2 separate regions of the Sus scrofa genome follow, and region 1 is linked to region 2. The links are chromatin contacts, called in public Hi-C maps. All regions are on one chromosome and are shown on one strand. Each heading gives the region's core, a stretch centred on a gene start, on an enhancer-like site or on the middle of the called end of the contact. The rest is flanking DNA. Distances are from core to core; before and after follow the strand shown.

Evidence for each region. A called contact is a pair of places that touch in the nucleus more often than the background predicts.
Region 1: a Hi-C map of liver shows a contact between it and region 2, with 2.7 times the contacts expected there. The contact joins the promoter of DNAJB12 here to the promoter of DDIT4 in region 2. A contact is called at or near these places in 4 of 5 promoter capture datasets (fetal liver, fetal skeletal muscle and liver), 21 of 47 Hi-C or Micro-C datasets (adipocytes, alveolar macrophages, blood and 11 more) and 2 of 2 datasets of contacts at active chromatin or transcription factors (alveolar macrophages and skeletal muscle).

Annotation. Positions count from the first base shown.
Region 1 is chr14:75,187,276-75,193,163 of Sscrofa11.1, reverse strand. It overlaps DNAJB12 (dnaJ homolog subfamily B member 12), which reads left to right and starts at 3,055. Exons shown (of 9, transcript XM_013983329.1): 1 at 3,055-3,070; 2 at 3,201-3,626. The coding sequence starts at 3,494.
Region 2 is chr14:75,115,076-75,121,624 of Sscrofa11.1, reverse strand. It overlaps DDIT4 (DNA-damage-inducible transcript 4), which reads right to left and starts at 3,917. Exons shown (of 3, transcript NM_001243452.1): 1 at 3,768-3,917; 2 at 3,379-3,641; 3 at 1,718-3,095. The coding sequence starts at 3,580. The coding sequence ends at 2,602.

The sequences.
Region 1 (5,888 bases), core at 1,806-4,305, 72 kb before region 2:
AAAGCCCCAGAGTGCACAATGACCCAATTCCTGGGAGTTCTGCCCCTTCCCCAAAATTGTTGAAATAATCCTCCCACTCATTAGCCTATGAAGTTACCCAGCCTAAAAACACCAATTCCCATATTTCGGCATCTCTCACCTTCTGAGATGGCCCACACTATCTCTCTCAATAAGTCTACTTCTTATACTATAAGAAAGAGAAAGACAAATACAATATGATATCACTTACATGTGGAATCTAATATATGGCACAAATGGATCTATCTGTAGAAAAGAAACAAACTCATGGACATAGAGAACACACTTGTGGTTGCTGAGGGGAGGGGGAGGGAGAGGGATGGACTGGGAGTTTGGGGTTAGCAGATGCAAACTATTGTATTTGGAGTGGATAAGCAATGACTTCCTGCTGTATAGCACAGGGAAACTATATCTAATCACTTATGATGGAACATGATAGAAGATGATGAGAAAAAGAATATATCCATACCTGGGTCACTTTGCTGTACAGCAGAAGTTGACCAAACACTGTGAATCAACTATAATAATTTTTTTTTTAAATCTACTTCTTACCTCTCACTTTGACTCTCGCTGAACTCCTTCTGTGCTGAGACATAAAACAAGAATTTCAGTAAGTCCTAAGACCAGGTGTGTGATTTTAATTAAAAGACAATGGGTTTGGAATTCCCACTGTGGCTCAGTGGGTTAAGCAGCTGACATAGTGCCTGTGAGCATGAGGGTTTGATCCCTGGCCTCACTCAGTGGGTTAAGGATTCAGCTACAGTTCCTTAAGGGATATATAAATTAATATATCTTTGAGTTCTTTAGGAATTAAGGCCCCCACCCAGATGGAGGATGGAATGATGGTATTGACTCTCCTGAGTTCAGTGAACTAAAGCTTGGATTCAGTTGACCTTTGCCCCAATTTTATGCTGAATTCTCTGCTCAAGCCTTGTCATGAATATACATGTACCCTTAGCTTAAAACTTCCCCAATTTTGTGTTTTGGGGAGACATTGCTTTGGAAAAGGTCCCCGGTTTTCTCCTTAACAAGTAATAAATCCTTCCTTCTTGAGGAACTAGCAGAAAGGTGGCCTCTGTACACCAGCATCAATTAAGTCTCAGAGACAGAGTTTTGGGTGAAGCAGAATGAACAGCTTTATTGTTCTGCCAGGCAAAGGAGGCCACAGCAGGCTAACACCTCAAAACTGTGTCCTCCCTTGAGAGGGGATAGAAAGGATCTTATAGGTTTAGCCCGAAAGATTAAGGTATCTACAGTCTTCTCCCTCTTTTTTTTTTTTTTTTTTTTTGTCTTTTTGCTATTTCTTTGGGCCACTCCCGCAGCATATGGAGGTTCCCAGGCTAGGGGTCTAATCGGAGCTGTAGCCGCCGGCCTGCGCCAGAGCCACAGCAACGCGGGATCTGAGCCTTGTCTGCAACCTACACCACAGCTCACGGCAACGCCGGATCCTTAACCCACTGAGCAAGGGCAGGGACCGAACCCGCAACCTCATGGTTCCTAGTCGGATTCGTTAACCACTGCGCCACGACAGGAACTCCCCAGTCTTCTCCCTCTATGGATCATTTTAGAGTGGTCAAGGCGGGTGTCAGTCTGGTGGTGGCTTTCTTGCTGTCTTTGGGGTTATGATGGTTCCTTGCCCTTCCCTCTGGAATGAAGATTGCTTACAGGGAAGGGGTGGTGGGGGGTGTTCCAATTACAAAAAAGAACACTAAATGCAATATAACTCTAACTAAAAAGTAACCGTTAGTAAAAGAAAGCAATTAAGCAAGGACTAGATCCTTTGTGAAAAGCTAGTTAAGAGTAAGTGTGTGGGCCAAGGCAGGGCATGACATCATGAAGACTATTTTAACTAGTTTTTATCTATAATAATATTTCCTAATCATTGACTCTTTTTTTTCTCTTTTGTCATTTTAGGGCCATACCCACAGCATGTGGAGGTTCCCAGGCTAGGGATCGAATAGGTGCTGTAGGCCTACACCACAGCCACAACAACGTGCGATCCGAGCCATGTCTGCGACCACAGCTCACAGCAACGCCAGATTTTTAACCCACTGAACGGGGTCAGGGGTTGAACCCATGTCCTCATGGATACTAGCTGGGTTCTTTAACCACTGAGCCATGATGGGAACTCCCTTAATCATTAACTCTTGTGTTAGCCTTTTAAGACCAAGGCTAAAGGAAAAGTCTTTTCCTTCAAAACACAAGGACTTAAGATTTTTTTTTTTTTTTTTTCTTTTTGCCATTTCTTGGGCCACTCCCATGGCATATGGAGGTTCCCAGGCTAGGGGTCGAATCGGAGCTGTAGCTGCTGGCCTACACCACAGCCACAGCAATGCAGGATCCAAGCTGCGTCTGCGACACACATCACAGCTCAAGGCAACGCCAGATCCTTAACCCACGGAGCAAGGCCAGGGATCAAACCCGCAACCTCATGGTTCCTAGTTGGATTCGTTAACCACTGAGCCACAACGGGAACTCCAAGGACTCAAGATCTTATACAGGGTTTCAAAACCAGGACCCTACCCCAAGGCTGCACCATTTTTTCCTTGACTAATCCTCCCCAGTTTCTTCATTCCCTCCCTTAAGATCTTTAATGACTGAGACCTGTTCAAGGGCCAGCATTGCAGCCAGGCTTAGATCACAAATTGGCTTAAGCCAAAATGGATTCTTAGGAGTTCCCATTGTGGCTCAGTGGTAATAATCCCAACTACTATCCATGAGAATTCGGGTTCCATCAATCCCTGGCCTCGCTCAGTGGGTTAAGGATCCAGCGTTGCCGTGAGCTGTGGTGCATTTGCTTTTCCTTCTGCCTGGACCACCTTTCTTCCAGGTGACTTAACACCTGGAATACCTATTCTCTCTTTCTTGAATTCAGATTTCTATTAAAATAACCGCTTCTGGGAGAAGATTTATCTGATCAGGCTATTTTGCACCTTCCACTCTCAATCTCTTTATTTCTTTATATTGTCTTTTTTTTTCTTCATAGCATTTATCACGCTTGGACTCTATCTCTTTATTGGATGTCTCCCCACCCGGCTACACACACTGGAAGGTAAGCTCCCTGAGGGCAAGGGCTTTGTTTTTTCACCGCTGCCTTGTACTTAGCATGGCAAATAGCGGGTATTCAATAAATATCCGCTGAATGAATAAATAAATAAGCCACCTTCATCTCAAATACACAGAGTTACTACCAAGAACATGCAAAAATACAATACTTGAAGACCTCTGAATACGACTCCTTTGGGCTCCAGGAATGTGGTTGTGCACACTTAGCGCTTCTGCTACACGTCCCCCTCTTAGAAGACATACGGTAGCACTTCCTCCTTCGCTCAAAATCTCGCACTAATCTCGGAAAAGGAGGGGGCAGAGGGTTACGTCACCATCCTGCGACAGCCTGCCCCGAGACGCGCCAGCAGCTGGCTCAGCCTTTCGCTCCCCGGCCTCCCCCTCCCTGGTTCCGCGCTCTGGTTCCGCCATGGAATCTAACAAGGATGAAGCCGAGCGCTGTATTAGCATCGCCCTCAAGGCCATCCAGAGCAACCAGCATGACAGGGCGCTCCGCTTCCTGGAGAAGGCGCAGCGGCTGTACCCGACCCCGCGAGTTCGCGGTGAGTGTGAGGTGCCGGAGACACAGAGGGGACATTAGAACTGATGGGGGGAATATGGGAACGGACCGACGGGATCAGTTGGAGGAGGGGGAGGGGTGGCGAGGCGCGGCTACGCCTGCGTACTGAGACGCGCGGTGGCCGCTGGGAGGTGTAGTGTTCGGCTCTCCCACTTCTCTGGGATGCTGGACACCTAATGAGAGGGGCCACAGCGACGTCAGCTTTCCTGGGGCTTGCGGACCCCTCTGAGATTTGGAGTTCCCAAGAATGAGAGGCGCTGGCAGGTGGGACGAAAGGAACTTACCTGGAAGCGAAATTGAACTACTTTTCCCAAGGGGCCATTCGGTGGCTGGGAGCCAGTTGCCGGTTTGGGAAATATTATAGTTTAGGAAAATAAACAACTCCTCTGACGGAGAGAATAGGTTCTAGAGAGGGAAAGAGGACTTCCGACCTTCGATCGGCCTGAAAAAGCGTCTCCATATTTTCTCACCCGGGGAGGGCCAGGGATCACCCTCCCCAAACGAGAGCCTACCTTCTTCCCATTCCACACAGTCTGCCCTGTGACTGTGGCTGAAAATGCGGCCTCTGTACACCTGCACCAGTTAAGTCTTGGAGACAGGAGACAGAGTTTTGAGGAAGAGAAAGAACAGCTTTATTGCTTTGCCAGGCAAAGGAGGACACAGCAGCCTAATGCCTCAGAACTATCTCCTGACCTGAGAGGGGATGGCAAGGGATTTTATGGCTTTAGCCCAGAAGTCAGGGTTATTGATTAAGGTGTCCATATTAGTCTTCATCCATAGGTCATTTCAGAGTTGTCAAGGCTGGTGTCAGTGGGTCCGGTGATGATTTCTAGTTGTCCTCAGAGTTATCGTTCCTTGCCCTTCCCTATGGAATGAAGATTGCTTACTGGGAAGGGGTGTTAGGGAGTGTTTCAATTACAAAAGAAAACACTAGATGCAATATAACTCTAACTAGAAAGTAAATATTAGTAATACGTTAGTGGGCCACAGCAGAACATCACGTAATGGACTGTTTTAACTAGTTTTTGGCTGTAACAATATTTCCTAATCATTACGCATTGAATCAGCCTTTGGAGACTGAGGTGAGGCTAAAGGAAAGGGCTTTTACTTCAGAACACAAAGATTTAGGGTCTGGTACATGGTTTCAACACTGGGCCCCTCACTCCCTCCTAGAGCCTCTTCTCCCACCTGCAAGATTTGGAGCACTGTCCTCAGCCACCCTCTCCCACCCTTGTCCCCAAGAGTCCATCAGTGGCCAGTCATGTGCCCACTGAGGTTTCTGGGCTGTTAAGTGGCCCTGGACTGAGGTTTCCAAACTAGAGAGGGAATAGTGAGGTTGTCTGTACTACTCATCTTCTCACTTTACCCAGAAACCCCCCCTCCCCGTTTTTCTTTAACCTAAGTCTTAATTGGAGTTTTTCTTCATACATGCTGGAGAGAAAAAAGAGTCCATTAAAGATACAGGGTTTGGGCCTGCAGTTACCACTTAGTAAACTGGCCTATAGCAGGTACTCAGAGTCAGAAGACCTGGGTTCTTGTTCTGACTGCCACCATGTGATCTTTCTGAGCTTGGGTTTCCTCATCCGGAATATTAGAGGATTGGCTCAGATAATGTGAATAACAATCTTAACCATAGGGTTTTTCAGATTAGAGAGCTCTTCTGAATTCATTTTCTCTCTTCAGCCTGTCCTATCAGGGAGGCAGAGCAAAGATCATTATCTTTGTTTTAGAGGTGAGGAAACACCTCAGAGGCCAGGGACTTGCCCAAGTTTACACAGTTAGAAGCTGGAAAGTTCCCTGACTCTATACATGTTTAATAAAGGAATGAAATGAAACTGAAAAGCAGAAGTCAGCCTTCTCACCTTCTCTGCCTACATTATGAAATTGAGAAAAGGGAATGCTGGCAGAAGAGAGGCAGCCTGAAATGCCTGAATTTTCCTCTCTCCTGACTCTGCAGGATGATCTTTGACCTATTTGTCTTAGAGAAAGTTTCAGTATATTTTCTGGGACTCCTGAGGTAACCTGCTCGAGGAGCTTTTCTACGAAATCACACAATGTAAGCAGGGAGCCCTCCATTTAAGTTTGGGGGTCCAGTTCTCAGAGTTCTGTCTGACTCTGATACCTCTGGGGGTTCAGAAACAAGGCAGCCAAAAAAGGATGGTAATGACATGGTCTGTGGAGCTTTTCTGTCAGTAGGCCTCCTGGCCCGATTCAGGTGCTTGGATGAGTGTCCTTCCTGGGGCAT
Region 2 (6,549 bases), core at 2,668-5,167:
ATACCTGGGACAAAGCTCACTGCCACATCTTAGGAGGCCTAAGAGCCCCTACCTTTCTGTCCTGTTTGGGAGGATTTCCAAACCCTCTGAGGGTGAGGAAAGCCAGGCTGGCCTCAGAAAAAGGCAGATTCCCTGAGCTTTCTTGGGATCCCAAGCTTTCCTCTGGCCTTAGTCTGACCATCTAAGAGGAGCCAAGGGGGCTGGCTGCCTACTGGTCTAGGAGAGGGCATAGTGCTTACTGCCCCATCCAGCCCTTAACTCCAGATACCAAGGAGACTCTCCAGTCTGGAGCTAGCCATGGTTGTATTCCTCTTTGGAGGCCAAGGAAGCACAGCCATGGACACTGGCCCTGATCTCAATGCCCCACAAAGTGCCCCCAGACTCAACCCAAGGGCTGAGGCTACTCCACTCCCAGCCTCACCCTGAGAGCCCGAGGGTAGACACCATCAGCCACGGTCAGAAGATGGTCATTCAAGGGTTGGGCCTCTGTTTACTAATCTATAAAACCTTACAAACCCCTGCCCCACCACCCCTCACAGGGTGGCTATTAGGACGGTGCACGGAGAAGTGAGGGCTCTCAGAATTGTTCTGGGCACCTTCTTACTTGTTACCATTATTTTCCAATCTAGTCCTAATCCAGGTTCATTCACTGGGGGGAACAAGTCATTCGGTTTCACCAAAGCACAGTGTCTTCTAAACCATCCCAAAGTTTGGGACCCTGCCTCAGGATCCTAAATGAAAATGCAGATTCCTGGGGCCCTGCCCCCGATGCAGGTAGTCAGAATCTCCACCAGGGCAGGGGGGCATCTGCGTTTAACCGGGGCTCGGAGACATTTGACTGCACGCTCACGGGGAAGAAGTACTGTTTTACAGCTGGACAAACAAGGCCCGTCTGGGACCAGGAAGAGAAACAAGGGCGATAACACCTCTCCAGAGGCCGATGTGGGAGGACTAGCCAACAGACCCAGGCAGGGAGGCGTGGGAAGGGCCTTGGCCTTCATCTGGCCCAACCCCAATTTCACTGATAAGGAAATTGGGGCCCAGAGAGCGCAGTGAGTCCAGGTCCCAGAGAACATTCATGAGACAGGCCCGCAGTCCCCTGGCTCTCTAAGCCCATGTTTGTGTTCTGCTCCAGCTTGAGAGGCCACACCTCCTCGCAGAGGCAGGTCATGCCCCCTCTCTGAGCCTTGGGTTCTTTGTCAAGTCAGAGGCTTGAACTGAGTCTTTGTCAAACTCCATTACCTAGTGCTCCTGCTCCCTAGTCTTTTCACATCCAGAGATACAATTTGTACATTTCATGAGTGTAGAACAAATAGGACTGTGCCTTTTTTCACAAAGAAAAAAAAGTCTCTTGCAGTCTTTCAAGTACCTAGAAGGACCTTGGACTCAGCGGTCCTTTGTACCTGGGCCTTCTAACCCAGAGCAGCCAGGTGAGCTCCCCCTACCCTGAGATTCTGGCTCAGTGGGAGGTCTGACTCACTCGTCACCTTCCAGGGCTTTCCGGCTCTTTCCCTGGGCCGCCTCAGCCAGCAGAACCAAGGGAGCCAGGGTTCTTGACACAGATGGCACTCAGTCTACACATCTCCATTACCAGGCTGGCAGGCAGCCCCCGAAAGGTACAGAGAAACACACAGGTGGATCAGCGTCTGAAGAAACCCACCTGTGCCAGCACCCTTGACCCTCCCTTTTATTTCTTGGCACTGAGAGCAGACAACTCTTTTAACAAACATTTTCTTTTTTATTAGAAAAGTACAAAATATTGCATAGGTCTTAATACTTGAACATCAAGTGTATTCATGAACAGCGAGTATCTTCATGTAAACAGTTCTAGATGGAAGACCCAGATGGTACTCCTCTGGGGGAGGGGTTCCAGCCCCCAGCCCAATCAGCCCCATCCCCTTACAGGGTGACCCTTCAGTCCACATCTGGGGATGGGCCAAACGCAGCTTCCAGGTGTATTTTTTTCTTCAAGTGTCAAAGATCCCCAAGTGATCCTAACACCCACCCCTTCCTACTCTTACATTCATGCGTCTGTAAGATAGCTGCCTGGAACAGGTCAGTAGTGAAGCTCTGATCAAAACAAACAAACAAACAAACAAAAGATACAAAAAACAAAGAACAGACATTTGGCCCCTTCGGACCATAAGATACACAAACCACCTCCATGACCTCCCCCCTCCCACCAGGGCTGGCTGCAGCGAGCACACATCCCCCCTTGCAGAGGCCAGTGCAGCCCAGCTGCTCTCCTGGCTCTGTCACACCACTGTTGACTTAACTGTCTTACTGTCAGTAACAATAAAAATAATAAGGTACATGCTACATAACACATCCAGCCAGAAGCCTGGTTGGCCCCTAAGCCTTTGTTTCATGCTACAGTACAGAGGGGCGGGGTGTGCCCCCAACTGGGAGCCACCCATACATGCCCCATTGAGCTTTCTAGGGAAACAGTAGGTTCCCCCCAGCTCAGCCTTCCTCCCCTCAGGTGGCTGTTGTCAGTTTTCTAACGACAGGCAACAGGCCCTCAGCTCCTGCCTGCCAACGTCCACCCCAAAAGTTCAACTGTCTCTGCCATGGGGGCAGTGTCGGCCCCCAGGCCCAAGTTCAACATTCTTCAATGAGCAGCTGCTCGGAGCTGTACAGCTTCTTCTTGATGACTCGGAAGCCAGTGCTCAGCGTCAGGGACTGGCTGAAGCCGGGGACGAAGGGAGAGTTGGCGGAGCTAAACAGCCCCTGGATCTTAGGCCAGAGGCGTGAGTCCAGGCGCAGCACGAGGGTCAGCTGGAAGGTGGGCACAAGGCTGGGGTCGAGGGCCAGCTGGCCCACGCTGTGGCAGCTCTTGCCCTGCTCTACGCAGACGTCCAGCAGCGCCCCCCGCAGGCCGCACGGCTCACTATAGGCCAGGCGCAGCAGTTCTTTGCCCACCTGGCTCACCAGCTGGCCGGGCATCAGCAGGCGCGCGGGGCGCCGCGAGCCCAGCCGCGCCTGGGCCAGGCTCTCCTGCAGCAGCTGCATCAGGCTGGCACACAGGTGCTCATCCTCAGGGTCGCTGAGCAGCTCGAAGTCAGGCAGGGACACCCCATCCAGGTATGCAGAGTCTGGAAGGGAAAGCACATAGGGAAGGAAGGTAAGAGCAGTTCCAAAAGGAGGAGGTGCTGTTTCGCTAAGAAAGCAGCACTCCTCTTGCCCCTCCGTGCCTCAGTTTCTGCCGCACACTCATCATACCCTATGCTTCAACCCCCTCCTCTGGCCTGTCCCCGCTCTGCGATCTGGATTCTGGTGGCCTACGAAGCCAAGGTGGCTTTGACTCTTTTCAGCGAGGTCCTTTCTCACCTTCCCCGCCCCTCGAGTCGCGTCCGGCCCTCGCCCGCGGCGGCTTACCTTCCTCCGGCCCAAAGCCACTGTTGCTGCTGTCCAAGGACTCGCAGTCCGAGCTCTCCAGGCTCGCGCAGCGACCGAGCCCTTCTTCCCGGGCCGCTGACCCCCAGGCTGAACGCGGAGGCTGATTTGGGGTGGGAGTTCGGGACAAGGACGAAGACGAAGAGGAGGAGGACGACGAGAAGCGATCCCAAAGGTTAGGCATGGTGAGGACGGACGCCAGGACGTTTGCAGATGAGCTCACCGGTGCTGGAGCGCAGAAGACGCTGTAAGACAAGAGCGACACGGGCCCGGCGTCAGTCTGAGGGGTGGACCAGACTCAGAGCGCTACGACCCCCGCGGCTGAGGCCTCCCTGCTCATCGATCCGCGCACACACAGAAGGGACACTCACCAGCTAGAGCAGTTAGCGAGAACTGCTCTGACGAGTGCGTACAGCCGCTTGACCGCTTGAATGGGTGCGCGAACTGGTGCCAACCCCCGAGCTCTGCCCAGACCTGTCCCTTCTCCTCAGCCTCACCTCCCCCTCGGCCTGCCTCGGTCCCTAGCACCAGCGCCGAGGGACCTATAAGGACTAGCGCGGGGAGGCCACACCCCTTCCGCGCCACGGCCCAATCCAGACCCGGGAGTGTGGCCCATCTCGGCCAATGGACTCCGGGCGCACGTTCGCAACGTTCTCTCCTGCCCGGTGACAGCCGCCTGGCCCCGCCTCCGTTGAGCCCCAGAAAGCTCTCGGCGGAACCCCCGAGCCACGGCCACGCCCCCTTTCTGGAAGGGATCCGCGGCGGCGGCGGCGGCGGCGGCGGCGGCGGCTGCAGCTGCCAAGGTCCCCGAGGGCGCTCGCGGCAGGGGAGGATCAAGGAAAGACTTGTTTATTATAGGGTCGTATTGCTGGGGGAGGGGTTAGGCCGCGGCCGCGCGGGGGAAGAGGCAGGGGAACTTGAGAGGGCAACAGGCAAGGAAAACGGTTGCCCTCAGCTTGTGGGAGCCTGCGAGCTATGGGTACAACTAGGAGCAGGGCTGGATGCCCGGGGGAGCAGACGTTAACCCAGCCCACTCTCGCGCAAGTACCCCACACTAACCTTCCTTACCAGGGGTCAGGATATGGGGGTGGGGCCCCAAAACAGCAGCTCAGAGCACTCTGCTCCCTTTCTGGGCGGCCGCACTTGCCTACTTGCCCGTTACTCTACAGACCCAGAGGATGGATTAATGAGGGGGGGCGGTGTCCATGCCCCCGATGTGAGCCTAGTTTCCTAACCGCGTCAGCGCCCACCCTCCAGCTGCCTTCAAAGACAGGGTTTGGGGAATGTGGTTGAAGGAATATTGATAGGCCCCAGTTCCTGGCGCTTGGTCCGGGAGCTGCGAACTGGGACCTACATCAGACGGACACACTGACCCACCCGCCGGCCCTACCGACCGACTGCGGTGCAGCAGTGCCTCCCCAGCCAGCTGCAGCTTAGAGGCCTCAGGCATCCGCCGGGTCCTAGCGCCCCTCTCTACCAAACGCTTTGTGTAAAAGACCTGGAGAGTTGCGTCAGGACCGAGGAGCTAGGTCTCCAGAAAAGCCCCGGAGTGCAATCGCCATCCCCTATTTCGTCATGCACACTGGGCCCCAAGAAATCAGGCCCGACGGCGGTGCTCAAAGAGTGACAGAGGTTGCTGACGGTGGGAAGAGGTTCGGACGGATTCGACCTTTATTTATTTAAAGGTTCATCAATCTGGGACACAGGATTCTGATGGAAGAGAGAACCCAGCTTACATCAGATGCTCCCTCCCGTCCCGGGGCGGGCCAGAGCCTAACCAGATCAGACTGGCAGGCCTCGCCTAGGGGCAGACTTGCGCGTGACCGAAGACACTTACAGGAGTAGTCGGGCCACTGCCACTCCCCCCCCCCATTAAAATTAAAAAAAAAAAAAAAAAAAGGCTGACCGGTGGGCCTTTTGGGCAAACCAAGACTTAAGACTGTAAAGCACCAGAATTCAAACCTTGCATCCCACTCCCACTTTCCAGATGGGAAAACCATCTCTGGAGACGAATTTATGGATTAAAAAAAAATAAATTAGAGGGCTCAGATTAGGAGATAAAGACTGCTGCAAAATAGTCGCTTAGCCACCTGGGCTTTCAAGGCCTGAAGACCAGCCCGTCCTTTTTATCCTCCAAGTTCCAGTCACTTGTTGGGAGTCTTAAATACAGCACATCATGGCAATTAGGTGATGTGCTTCCAGGGCTGAGAGTACATGATATCCTCTTGAAATCACCCTTTACTGAGATGGGAAGAAAAGAGTTGGGGTGATCTATATGGATGTGTCTTTCTGTCACTCAGGATTGAAAATCAGGGAATTAATCCATCGGGACCATTTTAAATACTCCTTCCAGGCTGACTGGGTTGAGGACATCTGAGACAGTAGGAGACAGACTTAGGGTGTCTTTCTTCTCTCTCTCTCCCCACCACCCCATGAAAAAAATTTCAGGTAAGTGTGGAACACCGATCTAAGAAAAATAGAGGTTTTCTAATAGAGGTTTCATAAGCAAAAAAGTCCAGAGCCATTTTGGAAAGGTCAGTTTACTAGGAATCCTTCATTCATTTAATAAATAGTCATCACAGAAGCAGTGTGCTAAGCACCTTTTCCCATTCATTGCCTCATTTGGTTAATTAAATAGCTTTTTATAATTGGGAAGGGCTTTGTTAATGGGGAACTGGATAATTTTGTTTCTTTTCAAAAGAAATCCATTAATGTTATCTCACTGTTTTCAAAAAGTGATGAAAAAAGGACAGGTGGTCTTAACCCTAGGAGGTTTTTCCCATAGCAGAGGAAGTGGGCTACAGGGTAAACAACCACCTGCTAGGAGGCCTGGTAGGTGGGGGCTAAATGGCTTTTCCACTGATACTCTTCACCCCTATGAAGGAGGGGGCAAAGCCCCATACCACTGTCTGCCAGGAGAGACTTTGGATATAGAAGGGTAGTTTCTTAACTGTTAGCCCCTCTGAGAAGCAGGGTGAGGGGCTTGGTTCATCCTGTGAGGTGAAGGGCAGCACCCCTTCCAGTGGCTGGGCCTGGAAAGACTCGTTACCGTCTCACACACCTGTCCCTGCATTGAAGCAGATGGGATACAGGGGACTCCGAAAGGTGGTACTCAAGGGGAGGAGGCAGCTCCATCTCCTAACCTCTGAACTA